Linked DNA regions of Mus musculus: regions 1 and 2 are each linked to region 3. A link is a contact called in public Hi-C and HiChIP or PLAC-seq data. All regions are on one chromosome and are shown on one strand. The core of a region is the stretch at or near the end of the contact, and the rest is flanking DNA. Distances in the headings are between cores, read along the strand shown.

Region 1 (4,196 bases), core at 516-3,015, 490 kb before region 3:
GGAGGGAATATATTGCAAATACAGCTGTCCTTTCTAAGTTCCCCAGGTAGTGACCTGTAATCAATACCTACTTAGAGAGACTATCCTGCTTCCAAATCTCAAAAGCACAAAGCTCAGTTTAAAGGAAGACTGTGTTATGGGGGTGTCTTAGTCAGGGTTTCTATTCCTGCACAAACATCATGGCCAAGAAGCAAGTTGGGGAGGAAAGGGTTTATTTGGCTTACACTTCCATACTGCTGTTTATTATAAGGAAGTCAGGACTGGAACTCAAGCAGGTCAGGAAGCAGGAGCTGATGCAGAGGCCATGGAGGGATGTTCCTTACTGGCTTGCTTCCCTTGGCTTGCTCAGGCTGCTCTCTTATAGAACCCAAGACTGCCAGCCCAGAGATGGTCCCACCCACAAGGGGCCTTTCCCCCTTGATCACTAATTGAGAAAATGTCTTACAGCTGGATCTCATGGAGGCATTTCCTCAACTGAAGCTCCTTTCTCTGTGATAACCCCAGCCTGGGTCAAGTTGACACATAAAACCAGTCAGTACAGGGGGTAAGATAAATACAGAACGGGGATTTGTTCAGCTACCGTAGTAGAGGCGGCAAGCATAGGTGAACCTCCCTTTCAAGTTCTCTAGGCACAACATCCCAGGGACCCTTTTAGGGTTTTTCATGAGTTATTTCATCCTGAGTCACTCAGAAATCTTACCAGAAATGGTATTTGGGAAATTCATTCATGGCTGCAAACATGATGAAGACACTAAGGAGTGATGGAAATGATCGTGGATGCTGTGAAAACAACCTACTACACTTTGCAAAGAGAAGCCTGCTTCTCTGTCTGCTCCCGTGACAGATTTTTCCAGACTTCATGCAGGAAAACTAGGCATGGGACACAGGAAACAGGGCTCAGGAGTGTGTGCAGACAGCCCTGTGCCCTCATCTCCTCATGAGCAGTTCACTTCTCTATGGAGCCTTTGAACTTGTCTGATGCTAACGTCTTCCCATACTCCAAAGGCTAGAATCTTCAGAGGCTCAGCTGCCAGGCTGGTGCCTAAGAGGGACAATGGCAATAGTGAGAAGTCATTCAGGGTCCTGGCACTGGGAAGAGGCAGAGACCTCGAGGAAGTCTATGAATGGCTTCTGATGCCGTTTAGAGAGTATGAAGTCTTCCTTTCTCCTTTTGCTGAAAACTCCCACTGGAACTGAAAGGAACCTCTGTCTGATTTATTTCAAAAGAGAGTCTGTAAAATAAATAAATAAATAAATATGCTGAACATTATACAAGTAGCTCCTTACTGGCTAATTTTCAGAGCTAAATATCTGAACTGCTCAAAAATACTTTTTTCTTACTATTCAAAGGGAATGAGAATGGCACTTGACATCAGATACATTTTTTAAATATACATATTCTCTCTGTCTGCTGGAAAGATTTAAGCAGGTTCAGAAACAATTTTTAGGGAGTGAGCTGGTCCCTAACAAGTGTTCATCACGACAAAGTCAACTTCAGAAAGGAACGGTGTTCTTGCCCACAGTACTCTACGGTATTGTTATTATTTGGGATCAGCAAACTCTGAGATTTCTAAGACGCAGCAGAGCCATCCTGTTTCCATGTTCATTTGCCAGGTGAAAAAGTTAGAAAGAGTATGGCAGGGTCCCTCTAGGGTCATGGCTTATTCGAGGTGTGGAATTTAGCAAGCCATATAAGCAATATGTAAAGGAAGATGTGCACCACCACCTCACTTCCTGCACATCCAGGAAGCAGGCACAAAGACGGAAGCAACCATGCTTCAGAGGTAGGTAGAGCTGCTGCAACAAGATCATTCAAAATGAGGCTGAGTCATTTAACTGACAAAGACCCATTCGGATCACTGCAACAAGCATTGAGAGCAGTGGTTCTTTTGCCTCTGGAGTGGTCTATAAAGGATCAAGGGACCCAAGAAGAACCACACATCCTAGCCACCAAGGGCATGAGAACCGCGGTGGAGTCAGGCGAGGGAGAGAGGAACTGTCACATTCGTCCAGTTCCTACCGTCAACACTAAGCTGTTCTTCCTCATCTTGTTATTTCTGCCTTTTTTTTTTTTTTAGTGTTTGCTTCCTCATCTCGTAGTTTCTGTTTCCTTTGGCCTTTCTGCTCATGCATAGACCCAGTGGCACCTTGTAATTTCTCTCAGTGCTCCTCGGCTTCAGCCCCAGATTCGGCTTTGCTTGGCCTCATTTACTGCTTCCTCATCCTGTCTTCTAAGGAGAGTTTTATAGCCTGGCTCATCCTCTCCTGTTCAGTAGCCCCTCTATCCTGTGGTCTGCCTTCTGTGGTTTCCGTTACTCATGGTTAATGTCAGCCTGGAAATTATTAAGTGGCAAGTGCCATAAATAAATAATTTATAAATTTAAAAATTGTTAGCTTTTCTTCTCTCTCTCTCTCTCTCTCTCTCTCTCTCTCTCTCTCTCTCAACGTTTCTTTTCTTCCTCTCTTTCCAGGGTTTTGCTATATAGGTTAGTCTTCAAATTTGCACACCGCCTTCCTAGTCCTGCCATGTCTTCCCATTCAGCTCTCCCTCCCCCCTTTGTCTCTGTCTCTTTGTCTCTCAGCATCTCTACCTCTCTGTGTGTCTCTCACTCTTTGTCTCTCTGTCTCTCTCCTTCTTTGATATTGTGTGGATATGGAGCACAGGGCTTTGTGCTATTGCATGCTAGAGCAGCACTTCATTACTGAACTACATCTTCAGTCTGTGTGTGTGAGTGTGTGTGTGTGAGTGCGTGTGTGCATGCGAGTGTGTGTGCATTCGAGTGTGTGTGCATACGAGTGTGTGTGCATGTGTGTGTGAGAGTGTGTGTGTGAGTGCATGTGTGTGTGTATGTAAGTGTGTGAGTGCATGTGTGTGTATGTGAGTGTGTGTGTGACTGTGTGTGAGTGTGTGTGTGTGTATGAGTGTGTGAGTACATGTGTGAGTGTGTGTGAGTGTGTGTGTGTAGGTAAGGTCTGACAGCATTGCCAAGACTGGCCTCGTCTCCTGTCTCTGCCTTCCCAATGCTGTAATAATAAGTGTGTTCCATCATGACCATCTCACCCTCAAGTTTCTTGTTGAAAGACAGCAACGTAAGATCAGACATGAGAGAACACAGAGAGTGAGCATTTCCTACCTCACCTCTTCTGCCCTTGATACTGTGATCTTTCAGTGGCCTTATCTCTCTAGATTCCATCTCTTATTACTTGGCTCCTTCAGCTGTTCAGTTTCTTCTTCCTGGGCATCAAGCCAAACTTGGTGTGATAACATCCCATCATTGCTAGACCGTTGGGCCCTCTGTGTGACTAATTATAATTTCTAAGTTGACCATTATAAAGTTTCCCATCCCACACTCTCTTTCAGACCCTCTCCTCTGCCCCTCATCAAGAGAAGGTGTCTAGACAAGCGTGGCAATGCAGGCCTTTAATCCCAGCACTCCATATACAGAGCCAGGAGGAGCTCTGTGAGTTCAGGGACAGCCTAGTCTACATAATGAATTCCAGGGCATCCATAGTGAGACTCTATTTTAAAAATGTAAGAGGGAGAGAGAGAGAGAGAGAGAGAGAGAGAGAGAGAGAGAGAGAGAGAGAGAGAGAAAGAGAGAGAGAGAGAGGATGGAACCTATGTTCCTTCTTTTCAAACCTGGTCTGACTTTTGTGTTTGCCTTCACACATGAAATAAAACCTCAGAGATGAGATGTAACTTCCAAGCCTAACCACAAAAGGAAATTGCTATGGTTTGCACAGAGCTCTTAAAGGTTTTCATATTGGAAATGTCATTCCCAAACTCTTGTCAGTGATATCTGGAGTTGAAGTCATGAGAGTGTCCTATAGTGACATCAGTGGTTTTAGAAGAGGAGAGAGACACAAGCTAGCAACAAAGTCCTCATTAGGCGCTAATGTCATGCTCTTGGATGAACCAGATTCCAGAACCATGCGCCAAACTTCTTTGTGAGTAACACTGAGTGACTGTAACTTTGATACTCAGAAGTATTGGTGTGAGTTTGTTTGAGCCCAGTCTGGGCTACCTAGCAAGATCCTGTTTCAAAAACCCAAATTACATTAATCATCCAGTCTCGAGTATTTTGTTATATTGACTGAAAGTAGACAGAGACATTGGGAATCCTTGCTCCTGGCTTTAGGGACACCTATCTTTGGAGCCCTCAGCCACCTTGAAGCCGATGCAAAGAAGATATTAG
Region 2 (4,398 bases), core at 69-2,568, 390 kb before region 3:
ACACACACACATGCCTGGTTCTAGAGGATACTGTAGTTGATGGCTACAAGTTTACCAGGAAACTTAGGTTTCCTGGCAAAATCCAATCATAGGTTAGATTAACACATGTCTATGACCTGTGCCAATGGCAACATCTTGAGGCTCCCTAACTGTTACCCATCATGAAGCAGCCAATGGATGGGTTGTAAGTTTCAGATGGCCTAAGTAAATGGCTTGTCATTGCTATGCAGCCTGAAATAATGCTTATTTTAAAGAGATTACTAACATTATATTTATGTGTTTGAGTCTGTATGTGATGGAGAGAGAGCTTTATACCTCTCATCTCAAACTAATGGATGCATAGGTCAAACAAAGTGTGAAGAGAAAGCACATCTCTTCCTTAATCATGAGATTTACAGTTACTAGTAACAGAAATATGCACAAATCATCTCAATTTTAAGGTAGCAGAAGGAAAATAAGAAGTTAATATACTCTCTAAATTGACCAATCTTTTTAATCCTACTTTTTTTTTTTTTAATGTATGGAGTGAGGTTGCATTGCTGAATATTTTGGCTATAGTGATGGTCACTGCAACTCACAGTCAAACTCAGAAAGTTGGGGTTGGGACCTCACCATACTGCTGCTGCCACTTAATGAACCTTTTTAAGAAAACAAAAGTTACTTATCTCAGAAAAAAAAAATCCATAGCTAATACAGGCTCCCTTCCCTTAAATTCTTTTCTGCCGCCAGTCTTTTGCTTGCCTGGCAGTTTAGTATTGCTATGAGAGTTGCTTTACAATGTTCAAGAGATTTTTTTAACAAAAAAAAAGTGTTAATGCAATTTATTTTCAAAGAAACTAGAATAATGGAAAAAAATAAATTGACTTACAGTCCCAGACATTTTGTCCAGTTCGCTCATGGCCTCGTGAATAGCAGCTTCTAAATGGTTATTTAGTTTCCCACTTCTGGAAGCAATGAAAACAACATACCAAATTAACAAATTAAAGAAACAAAAGCCTCAATTTAATTCCCTAATCAGAAGACAAAAATATCAATTCTACCAGAGAAAGTCAATCTAGATTCACATCTGGGAAGTTCAGGCGATAGAGCATCGTCCTGGGGTTCCCAGCACTGAACGCTAACCATTAAAGTAACACGGCCGCTAAGGTTAGCACAGGAAGTCCCCTCCACTGTGTGTTTCTTCTGCATTTCATGAAGAGGACTGGGTCAGGAGCTCTGTGGTCTCCAAAGCTGTGCTTCCTACCAGGAAACAGGCCGTGGCCAGGACACCGAGGCTGAACTGCAAGTTCTGGCCACTAGGGAGCTCCCTCCACCCTTTCTGGATCATCTCAGCTAAGCACAATTGAGCAAAACGAAAGCTACATTTTGGTGCGTGGCTAAGAACAGCTTATTACCTCGTTACACCTGAGGCTCGGAGGCTGGTTTCGCCACAGTTCCCTTTAAACCGAAATGACGTGATCCTTTCAACAGACACACAAGGACTGTCTCAGAAGCTTCTGACTATTGCTTTCCGATCAGCATTCCATGAGTAACATCCCATATGTGCCATTTTTAAAAAAACGATATCGATGAAGCTGTTGTGCCGGTTAGGACAGTCAGGCAGTTCTCTGTGGCTATACATTCTTTGCCTACCCTACCTTATTTCTCATGTACATATGTAAATCTTACGCCACAATCTTCTAAATATGCAGGCAATCTGCTAGCATTCATCCCATCAGGACAACTGACAGGAAAGCCCTGAAGTCAGGAAACTCCTATAGTGAGCTATCTGTTACCATGGCTTCCCAAGAGTTAAGTCCTATCTATCTATCTCGGTGTCTACATGGAGGTTGGAAATTTGCAGCCGTGGGAGAAAACGCACGTTAACTTCAGTGTAATGCCTTCAGGTGAAGTCTCTCCACTTACCACAGTGTTCCCAAGGCTTTATCCACTATAGAAAACGACCTGATAACTCCTCTATTTTGTTTTCCCTGTGCTTTACAGACACTTAGTTGTTCATCTTTGAGTATTACACTTTTAGGCACACCATGAAGGCTCCACATATTTGCTAAGTGGATTTGTCCACAGTGAACATAAATGGTCCTATATCTTATTAAAACAACTGTGCAGTTAAGTCAGTTCTATTGGAAGGATAGATCAACCTACTAACTTAAACCAGTTGTAAGGACACTACCAACAATTCCCTCCAGCATGCTCTTAATGATCTTCCCCACCCTGCAAATGCAGAGAAGTTCAGGGAACAAAGTAATCCCAACATACCCACTCTCCAGAATGGGTTGTTAATAAATGACATGTTCTTATTAAGTATTCTTTTAATCAAAAAGATAAATCTAGTATTTCTACGTGGTCACTATTCTCAGTCACACTCACTCCCCTATGTCTCCCTAGCTCATGTTTTATATGATACACCATGGACAGAATCGCTTTATGTACTTATACATATAAAAAGCTGTCATGATACACAATTCATCTGTTCCTGCTCCTGTATCATCATCACCATCACCACCACCACCACCACCATCATCACTACTACTATTTTGAGATAGGGTCTTGCCAATGTCGACCTGGAACTAACTCACAATGCTAGGATGGAAGGCATGCATCACTACATCAGTGTTCCTGTATCTTTATTTGGGACATCATGGTACTTGATATAAATCTTTCATTCCTTCTCCCCAGTGCATGGCATTTTTACATATATACCTCCTGCCATTCCAGGGTTAGGGAGCCCTGCATCTTTTAGTGTGAGTCACTGTGCTGTTTGTCCAGGGAGGAGTTTGCTAAGTGTGATCCCCGGTGGCTGAGAGGAAACTCAAGTCCAGGTCTCTGGAACCATCTACGTTTGGCTATTTGGTGAGAATCCTGATGAAGTCATCCACAGGGAAACTGCCCAACAACATCACACTTCTGCAGTGCATTCAGTAGGTTTATCTTTAATCTGTCATTTTGACTGAGACACAGGCATTTAATTTTTTCAAAATTAAAAAAATTGTACTTATGTTGTTTGAGTGTCTTGTTTACAAGTATGTTTGTACAGCATGAACATGCCTAGTGTTGGGGTGTTGGATGCCCTGGGACTGGGTTTATAGATGGTCGTTAGCTTTCATGTAGGTGCTAGGAATTGAGCCTCAGTCTTCTAGAAGAACAGCTAGTGTTCATAACTACAGAAATATTTCTGTATTTCAGTCCCCGTATGTATTTAAGTGTCAAGGATATTTCATTTTTATGTATTTTGATTATAACATATTATGGATTAAAATAGACTACACCTAAATAGTTCTATTTAGCTAAGAAAAAAAAAGATTAAACATTTCATTTAAAAAAAATCCATCAAGGAACCTTGCTCTCTTCCCTTGAATCTCTTTAAATATATATATAAGTAAATATTCATATTATTTATTTATTTATGAGTATATAAGCCATATATATATATATATATATATATATATATATATATATACACTTATTTATTGATTGATTGATTCTGTGTACGCGCCATGGTGTTGAGATCAAAAGACCAATTATGAGACTTGGTTCTCTCCCACCATGTGAAACCCAGAGCTGAACTCAGAAAGCATCTTTACAAAGCTACAGAGCTTCCTGCCAGCTCTCTATTGAATTTTAAGAGCAAAAGTACTTCTTATTTATTGAAAGGCTTATATTTGCGAAGAATTGTGTTAGATCTTTATGTGTTGTCTCATTTAATCTTCAGAACAATCTCATGAAGTAGGTATTATGACAACTGTGTGTATATAGTACTTCATAAATTTTTACATGAAAAGGTAAAGTCCTTTATCATTATGTAATTCAAAGAATATGTATTTAACTATATATAACTTTCCAAGGTATAAGCCATAATTTTTTTCTATGAAGGACATAGTAACATGACCAAAGTACAAAAATGATTTAATAACATTACTTGTTGAATACTAAGCTAGAACATTAGAAATTCATTGTCCACCTAAGTATTACAAACAATATTTGCAAAAATACATGCAACCCAGTGAAAGGGTTCAGTTTGTAAAAGTACTTGTTGTCAAAGCCTGATCACCCGGGTTTGATTCCCAAAACAAATGTGGGGACAGAAGCGAACCAACCCCACAAGTTGTCTTTCGACTGCACATTTGCCATTGCACGTGCATGTGCCCCCCCCCCCGCCCCGTTCCAGACAAATAGTTAATTTAGACTAAATAGCACAGTGCTGCATTTATAGTGAACTTAAACAGGTACTAGATGGAGAAATGACTATTTTTGGAAGGAGAATACACAGATGTGGAGCATGAAGTTATTTGAGGATATCATGAGAATGAAGATGTAAAGACATTTTTCCAGCTGTCACATCTACAGAACGGTTTCCACAGTATTCCTGCCAGGGACAAGTGAGCTCAAGAGAGGAAG
Region 3 (4,217 bases), core at 193-2,692:
CCTGTATACATGTAAAACTGAGAACCTTCTTTTCTCTAACTTACTGTAAATGCTATGTCTGCAAATTTCTTCACGGTTCCCATTTCCCAGCTTCTTATTTCGTAGTTTTATTTCAGGCTTGCTCATTTCTTTATTTTTTTCCTACAGCTCTTTTTCCTTTTTATAAATGTTCTTTCAGTTGGTTAATTCATCTTTTAACAATCCTCCCTCTGTTTTTTTATGAAATTTTCACTTTATTGCTTTTCTCTGAAATTTCTGTCTTTGACATGTTTTTAAATACTCTTTGGTATACTTCATGTGCTTTGAGATCATTCTTTTGTATTTATCATTGATACTTACTCTACTTATCTTCTCCCCAAATAAGAAGCTATCACCAGGCTAAAAGAAACACATCTTTCTTTAAAGAAACGGATAGGGAACTGGAGCTGAGCTTGTCAGATGGGAGGAACAAAATCAAGTCCTCAAAATATACTTATTTGCCTAAAGGGAATGGGCCTGACAACCCACTTGCAATCCCAGAAGTCTAAGACCTACCATGTATCTCTAGCGCAAGCTATCTGACCAAACTAGTCTAATTGGTGGACTTGGGGGTTAAATTGAGAATCTATGCCTCAATGAACAAGAAAGATGGGAAGCCATGATGAATACTCTTGACCTCAAACTCAGGCCTACACACATATACACACACACTCATATATATGCAAAGCATGACACATATACATAAGAAAATAATCCTTTGGGTGAAAATATCATGAAGATTTGAATTCAGACTTCAACACACATAGATGTGGGCCACTTTAAACAAGCACTGGGGAGATATATACAGAATTTTTGTGCCTTCTTAGCCAGCCTATCTAGCTAAATAAGCAACCCTTGGGCTCAGTGAGAGTCTTGCTGTTTCTGTCCTTTTTTTTGTATGTGGATGCAATAGGTATGTAAAAGGTACATGTACTGTAGCATGTATGTGAACAACAGAATAACTTTTAGGAGTCCCTTTTCTCCTTCTACCATGTGAGTCTGGGGATCAAACTAAGGACCTCAGGCTTGGTAGAAAGTGTCTTTACCTTCTGAACCGGCTCACTGTTCCTGAGAATCCCTGTCTTAAAAACTGTAAACCAGAGAGCAGTTGAGCCTAACACCCAGTCTTAACCTCTGGCCTCAAACACGTTCCATATACAAACATTCATGAGTAGCTTATGCATATTTTTCTAATTCTGTATTTCTTTTATGTTGAATCATGCTCATATATATTTATAGAAATATATATAGAGAGAGAAAAACCAAAGAATAGGTATAAAAACAGTTGCTATGTCAGCAAGAAACCCTTCTTTTTAAAATTTCACTTTAGTGTTTGCTTTTGCTTTATCATCCCTGTAGCCTTGTATTTGTAACTTCTGTCATTACTGACTAACACTGGAGCAGCTTCTCAGTTCCTTCTTTTCTCCATTCTCGGAAGCAAGATTTTTTTCTTTGCAGTTCCTTCTTACTTATTTGGAAGGTGCATGCCATGGTGGACATGTGACTGCCCAGTGGCACCTTGGAGGAGCTGGGTCTCCTCCTAGTGCCGTGGGTTCCTGGAATTGAATACAAATCCTCAGCCTTGACTTCAGGGGCCGTTTCACTCTTAGCCATCTTCCCAGCACCCAAGTACAGGTTCTTAATATTTGCTTAGAGTTTGCTTTATTAATCATTGCCTTTCCACTACTTATTTATACAAGTAACTTACAACTTCTCTTTAGTAGAAAATAAATTGGTGTGTATACTAAATTTAGATCTTTCCATCTTGTCCCTATAATTCAGCAGTTGTCACTATAATACATTTAAAAACATTTGAGGTATTTGTTTTTCTCTCTTTGCTATTTGACTTCCTAAATAACCTAAGATTACTGAAATTTTTCATGCATATCATGGCTTATTAACCCTTTTGCTTGTTTTACTTTGTTAGGATCATTCAGGTAAAAAACAAAAAAATACATTTCTGGAGCCAGTACCTTTTTAAAAAAGAAAATTTTATTGTAGAAAATCAATTCTTGTTGGAGATAGTAGTATAATGAGGCTCTCTCCAGCATTTATTTAGTAATTTTAATAACTACATAAAATGATCTAATCTATGTCTGTCTTCCCTGTAAAATGTTGAGGCAAAACAATAATAATTTCATCTCATGGTTATGTTTTTCAGTATATTGTAAGAAGATGAGAAATACTCGAAGTTCATTTGCATTTAGTTCCACCTTAAAAATAGACAATAATTGGATGGAGAAATGGCTCAGCCTGTAAGAGCATTTGTTCTCATTGGAAAGGATGAGAACTCAGTCCTTCCACTCATCACAGCAGCTTGATAATACTGTAGTTCATCAAATAGAATTTTGCTCCATTGTACATCATGTTTCTTGAAGTTCTTAAACAAAATCATGAAGATATCTGAATTTTTGTTAATGGTAGCAAATCTCATAGCATTTTGTTACCTCAGATTTTTTTGTGAATTTTTTTGTAGGCTGTGCAGAATTCCACACTGGTGTGCTTAATGTCTCTCTGATCAGGAACAGTAGCTGTTTGTATGTCCTTAGTAGGTTTGAGAATGTTAGCACTCGATAATGAGGCCAAAATGCAATCACAATGATACTGGTGCCTAGAAAGGAATCATTTAGTTCAGTAGTTATCAATTTGTGGTTTGCAACCCATATCGGGGTTGAACAACGCTTCTACAGAGATCAAAGGGGTAAGCTGAGACCATCCTTCATATCAGATATTTGTAGTATAATTTATAACAGTAGCAAAATTACAGTTAGGAAATGGCAATGAAAATACTGTCTGGGGGTCATGACAACAGCATTAGAAGGGTTGAGAACACTGACTTCAGTTCCTCTCATTTCACATGCTTACTTAGACATTATACATGTTACGAGTTACAAGCTATAGTTAACTTACTATCTAGCAGCATTTTTAAAATTAATTTATGTTATATACTCCATATTCCATTCCGCTTTCCCCATCCACCCTCTGAATGCTCCACATCCCACACCTCCCCAAACCCCCTACCTCCATGTGGATGCCCTAGCCCCACCCCATCTGACCTCTAAACTCCCTGGGGCCTCCAGTCTCTTGAGGGTTAGGTGCACCATCTTTGAATGAACACAGACCTGGAAGTCCTCTATTGTATGTGTGTTGGGGGCCTCATATCAGCTAGTTTATGCTGCCTGTTTGGTAGTCCAGTGTTTGAGAGATCTCGGGGGTCCAGATTAATTGAGACTGCTGGTCCTCCTACAGAGTTACCCTCCTCCTCAGCTTCTTTCAGCTTTCCCTAATTCAGTCATAGGGGACAGCAGCTTCTGTCCACTGGGTTGGGTGCGAATATCTGACTTTCAGAGCTGCTTGTTGGGTCTTCCAGAGTACAGTCATGCTAGGTTCCTTTTTTGTGAGTGCTCCATAGCCTTAATAATAGTGTCAGGCCTTGAGACCTCCCCTTGAGCTGGATCTCACTTTGGGCCTGTTTCAGGACCTTCTTTTCCTCAGGCTGCTCGCCATTTCCATCCCTGTAATTTTGTTGTTGTTGTTGTTGTTTTATTTGTTTGTTTGGTTTTTCGAGACAGGGTTTCTCTGTGTAGCCCTGGCTGTCCTGGAACTCACTCTGTAGTCCAGGCTGGGCTCAAACTCAGAAATCCACCTGCCTCTGCCTCCCAAGTGCCGGGATTAAAGGCATGCACCACCACCACTCAGCCCTGTAATTCTTTCGTTCTTAATAGCTGAGTAGCATTCCATTGTGTAAATAAACCACATTTTCTGTGTCTATTCTTCTGTTGTGGAACATCTAGGTTGTTTCCAGCTTCTGGCTATCACACGTAAGGCATGGTGGGGCATCTTTTGGGTATATTTCCAAGAGTGAAATAGCTGGCAGGTACAGCTATTTCCAATTTTCTGAGGATCCTCCAGATTGATTTCCAGAGTGGTTGTACCAGTTTCCAATCCTACCGAGATTGGAGGAGTATTTCTCTTTCTCTGTATCCTTTCTAATGTATGTTGTCACCTAGGTTTTGATCTTATCCATTCTGATTGGTGTAAGGTGGACTCTCAGGGTCATTTTGATTTACATTTCTCTGATCACATTGGGTGGAGGACATTCTTTAGGTGTTTCTCAGCTATTCAAGATTCCTCAGTTGTGAATTCTCAGTTTAATTCTATACCCCATTTTTTGATTGGTGTTTGGGGTTTTTTGGTGA

What was found. A called contact is a pair of places that touch in the nucleus more often than the background predicts. HiChIP or PLAC-seq counts read pairs in DNA pulled down with a chosen protein or histone mark.
Region 1: a contact with region 3 is called in an H3K27ac HiChIP or PLAC-seq map of microglia, with 8 times the contacts expected there. The contact joins two enhancer-like sites. A contact is called at or near these places in 1 of 39 promoter capture datasets (cranial neural crest), 3 of 484 Hi-C or Micro-C datasets (cerebral cortex, cortical neurons and ventral hippocampal neurons) and 1 of 115 datasets of contacts at active chromatin or transcription factors (microglia).
Region 2: a contact with region 3 is called in a Hi-C map of bone marrow-derived macrophages, with 22 read pairs. The contact joins two enhancer-like sites. A contact is called at or near these places in 5 of 15 datasets of contacts at CTCF or cohesin (the NIH/3T3 cell line, hippocampal excitatory neurons, large pre-B cells and 1 more), 102 of 484 Hi-C or Micro-C datasets (the 3T3-L1 cell line, the AML12 cell line, the AtT-20 cell line and 67 more), 24 of 115 datasets of contacts at active chromatin or transcription factors (the 230-238 cell line, CD8 T cells, the HPC-7 cell line and 18 more) and 4 of 9 other capture datasets (adipose tissue, embryonic stem cells, liver and 1 more).

The regions. Positions count from the first base shown.
Region 1 is chr2:49,415,095-49,419,290 of GRCm38.p6, reverse strand. No RefSeq gene overlaps it. Among named protein-coding and RNA genes, the nearest start is that of Gm25215, 19 kb to the right of the region's middle. Within about 2 kb of position 1,765, at least 120 of the 459 cell types and tissues checked have an H3K27ac peak or open chromatin away from gene starts, as enhancers often do. A contact at or near this core is called in microglia, where this site is marked.
Region 2 is chr2:49,310,196-49,314,593 of GRCm38.p6, reverse strand. It overlaps Mbd5 (methyl-CpG binding domain protein 5), which reads right to left. Exons shown (of 17, transcript NM_029924.2): 16 at 869-944. Among named protein-coding and RNA genes, the nearest start is that of Gm25215, 86 kb to the left of the region's middle. Within about 2 kb of position 1,318, at least 94 of the 459 cell types and tissues checked have an H3K27ac peak or open chromatin away from gene starts, as enhancers often do. A contact at or near this core is called in bone marrow-derived macrophages, where this site is marked.
Region 3 is chr2:48,922,211-48,926,427 of GRCm38.p6, reverse strand. The region is part of intron 8 of Orc4 (origin recognition complex, subunit 4); the gene reads left to right. Among named protein-coding and RNA genes, the nearest start is that of Orc4, 25 kb to the left of the region's middle. Within about 2 kb of position 1,442, at least 12 of the 459 cell types and tissues checked have an H3K27ac peak or open chromatin away from gene starts, as enhancers often do. A contact at or near this core is called in bone marrow-derived macrophages and microglia, where this site is marked.